Linked DNA regions of Mus musculus: region 1 is linked to region 2. The links are chromatin contacts, called in public HiChIP or PLAC-seq maps. All regions are on one chromosome and are shown on one strand. The core of a region is the stretch at or near the end of the contact, and the rest is flanking DNA. Distances in the headings are between cores, read along the strand shown.

Region 1 (2,716 bases), core at 17-2,516, 470 kb after region 2:
ATAAATAAATAAATCTTTTTAAAGGGGGGGGAGAGAGTGTGTGTGTGTGTGTGTGTTCCCTATAATCTAGAGAGACCCTGGGGGATGGGGGCTACAGAGAGGGCTCAGTGGTTAAGAGCACTGACTGCTCTGCCAAAGGACACAGGTTCAACTCCCAGCACCCAAACTCCAGTTTCAGACAATCTGATGCCCTCATCTGGCCTCTGCAGGTATCAGGCAAGCACACAGTCCACAGACACATAAACACCCACATAAATAAAAATTTTAAGTGTAAATGTGACATTTTTAAAAATTAAATAAGGAAACCCTGAGTAGCTTTTGGCTACATGTGGTGACATATATCTCTAATCCTAGCACTAGGGAGGCAGAGGCAGGTAGATCTGTTAAGCGTGAGGCCTGGTCTATATAGCAAGCTCCTGGCCAAGCAGGACTACCCAGTGAGACCTCATGGAAGTGTGAGGCACCCTAGGTGGCATGTTTAGTCAGGGTCAGAGGTTAGAAGGGATGTAGAACCAAGCATTTCATAACTAGCACTTGTCTCAGACTATCTCCGTGACCGCCCTCAACAACCACTGCAGCAAATGCTCCTTCACCTGTAACCCAGTAAGAACTGGAGACCAACTCGCTCAAAGTCACATATGAAGTCATAAAACCAGCGGGCGTGGTGCTGCGTGCCTTTAATTCCAGCACTGAGGAGATGGAGGCAGAGGCAGGTGGATCTCTGTAAACTGGAGGCCAGCCTGGTCTACAGAGAGCTCCAGGACAGCCAGGGCTACACAGAGAAACCCTGTGTTGAATCACTGCCATCACCACCACCATCACTACCACCCCCAAAAAGAAAAAAACTTGGAGGGGTAAAAAAAAAAAAAAAAAAAAAAAGGAAAGTACTAGAACCCAAATTTAAGCCCAGACAGGTGGTTTCCAGCAGCCAGGGTCTTCTACCATGTCCTGCCATGAGCTTTGATGGAGCACGGGGAACTCCATTTCTAATTCAGGAAGGTCCTGATTTGTCTGACAGCTTTGATCTCTAAACCATGCTTCCTTGCCTAGCAAGACCGAGTAAAACCAGCTGAGCAAGGCAGTGCAAAGACACCATCAACGTTTCTCAGTAAGAGTCACTATGCAGAACAAGAGAAAGGAACTGTCCTCTGAGACACAGCATGCTCTAACAGCCAAGGAACATTTCAAACTTTACACAGCACACGCTGTGCGAAGCACGCTGGCACACACCTCTAGTCCTAGCCCTTAGGAGGCAGAGGCAAGCAGATCTCTGTGAGTCAGGATCTGGCTGTGAGACCTTGCCTGAAAACAAAACAAAGAACAGCTCAGGCTTTGGGAGCAAGAGATGACGCAGGTTTGAATCTTGGTCAGGAGACTTTGACTAGGATTATGAATCTGGGTCATTTGTTTTAAAATATTTGTCATGAGATACTAGGAAAGTTGTCAGCTTTCTGTGCCTGTTTTCCCATCTGCAAAATAGGAATATGATGTAGCCCAACAGCTAGTGCAGGAGGGGTCCATTATCTCCTGCAAGCCAACCACTCTGCAGGGGAGAGCGGCTTTACACATACCATCTATCAGGGGTTTACCAGACGGGCAGGACAGAAGCAATGACTAAGCTGCCACACTATCAGAACAGCCGGGAAATCTGGGATTCCACTCAACTTGTCAGGTCACAGTGTGGTTATCTTAGAGATTAGGGGAAGATGTCACCAGATTTCCAGCATTCCTGGTATACCTCAAATCCCTCACTTTCCCAGCTGTCCCTGACTTCCTCCAGTTCCACCTGTGGTCTGTAAACCTGTCAATCATTCTCCTCAGCCTCTACTCTTCTCATGTCCGCTTTGCTCCCTGGGACACTAAGTCCTCTGAGTTTCCCTCCCAGTTCCCGAAGGGCTGGGCTGTGGGAATATAAACTGACCAGGTTTTACTTGACCAGTACACTAGTAACCCTTAAATATATAGTTCTGCCCCAAGTATCTCTTTTGAGCTCCACTGGTAAATCTCCAGCTTCCCAGTAGATGTTATTCCCACATCTGGTTCTGAGCCTTCATGTCTCAGACAGGCCTCACCACTTACCATTCTCAGGTTGTTCTGTGTTCTGTCAGCTGAAGGAACTTTCACTTAACTGACCAAGCAAGCTAGAAACCTCAGGAGACATCCTGAGTTTCATGGTCTCGTCTCCATGCTCCCAGTGTCAGACTTAATAGGCCCTCTAAGTCCCACTGTGCCTCCACCATCATCATATAGTACTCAACTCCTCCTCTCGTTGCTGACTTCGTCCCATGGGACTCACGGGACTGACCTACACACAACCCACAATCTGCTTGTGACACTCCCTTGGAAAAAGCATTAGGTACAGTTCCTTCCATGTAACATCCAAGGCTTCATCCCCCACTGCTCCAGCCTGCACTACACAACAGCAGTGAGCTGCCCTGGACAGATCTCGGCGCACATCAAGCTCTGTCCCCTCCATGTCTAGGCCCATGCTGTCCTCTCTCTGGAGTGCTTTCTCTGTCCCAGACTCTGTCCAAATCCTATTAGCCCATCGGCCAACAGAGATTTCCTCCTGCAGGTGATGTTCCCCTGGTGCTATGCATGTTTCCAGCCGATGTTCACCAAAACCTCACCTAACTACATACTGTAATTATACGTTCCCTGAGTTTGGCTCCCCCTCCAGCCTGAGCTCCTGGGGTAGACACTGTCTTAGTCATCT
Region 2 (2,907 bases), core at 62-2,561:
CTCAACTCAGAGACTGAGAACCTCTTGATCTATACTATCCTGGTCTAGAACGGCACAAACGCCACGCTCTAGACACTAGAATGGGACTCCCAGAGCTGATTAGTGGACCCTATAAACAAACCATCCTCTTTGCAACAAAGAAATCTCAAATTATGGAGTTTGAGAGGGCACCCAGTCTATCTAGGTTCCATCCCCTTCACACTAAAGAAAATTACTCATGCCAGGTGGTAGTGGCGCACGCCTTTAATCCTAGTATTCCAGAGGCAGAGGCAGGAGGATCTCTGAATTCGAAGCCAATCTGGTCTACAAAGCTAGTTCTAGCAGCCAAGGATACACAAAGAAACCTTGTCTCAAAACAAAAAACAAAGTGGTGGGGGGTGTTGGGGGGGGGATGCAACTACTTACTATTCTCCACTGTAGGATCGTAGCCTTCCAGGAACTCGCCTTCCACAAATTGATGTGCCAAAGATGTCTTCCCTTTAAGGACCAAAGATTGTTGTAATATAGTCATCCATCCATATTTACACCTTTTGTCCTTTCGGACTGTGGCCAGGACCAAAGGGCACCTCACATCAGCATCCCAGATTGTGGGAGCTCCCAAGCAATGCTTACCCTTTGTCTTTTATTACCATCATCCTAACAAGTAGATTTCCGCGACGTTTTGGTGATTCGATGCATTCAGTGACGCTTCAGGAAGCCCTTTCCTGCCCCACCCCATCTCACCCTTTGAAAAAGATTCCCCGGGATCTAGTGCACCAGGCCAAGGACACTTGCAAGTGTCTAGCCGGCAGAGATCTCCACCACACCTTCAAATACTGATCCCACCCCCGCTCCCAGAGAGAGCAACGCGGGGACGACTGGTGCAACCACAGCCCGGTACACTTTAACCCTTGCGCGCTCCTCTTCCAGCATCCCTCCACCCTTCCATCTCCTGGCAGCAAAACCGACTTCTTCCCAGGCCACATTGGGTCCTCGTGTCACATCTCCGCGACAGCGCGCCTCTTCTGGCCACAAAGCAACCGTGCTCTCGGGAGGGCGGGGACTTACCTACGGAGCGGTACCCTAGGATGGCCACCTTCCTGTAGCGCACCAGCGGCATGACAGGACGCCGCCCCGCGGGGCTCGTAGGAGTGCGGGCCGAGGGAACCCGAAGATCAGCCGAGGTGCAGGCCGAGGTGGACTCTGGGAAGAAGAGTAGCTCGCTGAAGCTACGCCCGGCAAGCCAAGGAAAACCAAAACAAGCCGCGCGCCCGGGGCAGCCCACGTGATCACAACACAGCGGCTGTACGCAAGGGAGCTGGGCGAGGGGGGGGGGGCAGGGGAGGGGACAAGACGAGCGGGATACCTAGCCGGGCGGCTCCCGGCTCCGCCCCACATGCTGCTCCCCATTGGTCTATTAGAATAGAGGAGGGCGGAGTCACCCACAGGAGGGAAGGGCGGGCCTCACGTGGAGCGGGATCTTTGGGAGCTGCACATGCGTAGACCTGAGCCTGTTCATTCATAAAGAAAGAGAAAGGAACCCGGGGTCCTAGAGGTACTTGCTGCCTAGCCAAAGAAGCTGGGACTCTCAGATGGAAAACACCTGTTGTGAAAATACAAAACGAAAAGGAAAATATCTGTTGTGGTTCGGCTGGAGTGTTTGCTTTTGAGACAGGGTCTTACTGGTGTAACCTGACTGGCCTACAGCTCTCTCTATAGATCTTGCTGGCTTCAAACTCACTGGGATCCACTTGCCTCCTCCTCCCCAGTACTGGATCAAAGGGGTGCACCACTACACGTGGCTTTGGGCTGGAGGTTTTGTTGAAAAGATTCTAGGCCCTTGAAGCACGGATTTAATCCCAGCACTCGAGAGGCAGAGAAGGGCATGTCTCAGAGTTTGAGGCCAGCCTTATTGACAGAGTGATTTTCAGGACAGCCAGGGCTACACAGAGAAACCTGTTCTCAGGAGTGGGGGTGGGTTCTAGGCCTCTGATTTCACAGAACTGGAGTTCTTGTTGTTTGGGAAATTATTTCAGTGTGTATGCAGTCTTAGGTTTCCTTATCATACCCAGGACACTCATTTATTCAACAAATACTGACTGAGGCAGGAGGATGCTGAGTTTGAGACTGGCCTGGGCTATACAAGATCAAGCCACCCAAGACCTTGTCCAGAAAAAGGGAAAAAGGAAAAGAAAAGCATACGTCTATAATCGAAGGATTTAAGAGGTGAAGACAAGAAGGTCAGGAGGAGTTCAAACTCATTACGGCCTCAGCTATGTAGTGAGTTTGAGCCCAAAAGACCTTGTTCTAAAAAAAGAAAAAAGGCTGTTGCCCATGTTCCGCATGCTCTGGACAAGACACTGTTGCAGGCTTGCTAAAAGAGATAAACATGGCATCTGTTTTCCTGGCATTTAAATTTATTCAGAGTTTGGAGCTGCATGAGGCCAGCCTTGTTTGCAGTCCCCAGAACACACACACACACATGCACACACACACATATGCACAAAACCTTAGGGAGACAAGTATGTATGTCATGGACAGCTTCAAATTAACCAGCGGGTTCATCCCGTTGAGGTAGAACCTAGGAAGTTGGCCGCTGGTGGCCGGTGTTCCTAAGGCTCTGCTTCACTCTGGTTTGTTTGGTTTTTGTTTTTTGTTTTTTCCAAGACAGGGTTTCTCTGTGTAGCCCTGGCTGTCCTGGAACTCACTCTGTAGACCAGGCTGGCCTCGAACTCTGCTTCTGCCTCCCGAGTGCTGGAATTAAAGGCTTGCGCCACCATGCCTGGCTCTGCTTCATTCTGGACTCTTCATGCCTGCTTTGGTTTGCTGTCTGCCGTGAACAAACTCTTCCATCACACGCACCCACTATCCGTGAGACTGCGCATGAACTTAGAGCTAAGTGGTCATAGACTAACCATATGAAGTTCT

What was found. HiChIP or PLAC-seq counts read pairs in DNA pulled down with a chosen protein or histone mark.
Region 1: a contact with region 2 is called in an H3K27ac HiChIP or PLAC-seq map of extraembryonic endoderm stem cells, with 2.0 times the contacts expected there. The contact joins the enhancer-like site here to the promoter of Rhebl1 in region 2. A contact is called at or near these places in 14 of 39 promoter capture datasets (the 3T3-L1 cell line, 3T3-L1-derived adipocytes, the C10 cell line and 9 more), 3 of 115 datasets of contacts at active chromatin or transcription factors (bone marrow-derived macrophages, extraembryonic endoderm stem cells and pancreatic cancer cells) and 1 of 9 other capture datasets (liver).

The regions. Positions count from the first base shown.
Region 1 is chr15:99,350,760-99,353,475 of GRCm38.p6, forward strand. All of the region lies in intron 1 of Fmnl3 (formin-like 3), which reads right to left. Among named protein-coding and RNA genes, the nearest start is that of Gm22951, 16 kb to the right of the region's middle. Within about 2 kb of position 1,267, at least 31 of the 459 cell types and tissues checked have an H3K27ac peak or open chromatin away from gene starts, as enhancers often do. A contact at or near this core is called in extraembryonic endoderm stem cells, where this site is marked.
Region 2 is chr15:98,880,103-98,883,009 of GRCm38.p6, forward strand. Rhebl1 (Ras homolog enriched in brain like 1) reads right to left here and starts at 1,312. Exons shown (of 8, transcript NM_026967.4): 1 at 1,048-1,312; 2 at 406-477. The coding sequence starts at 1,099. It also overlaps a transcript of Dhh not described here.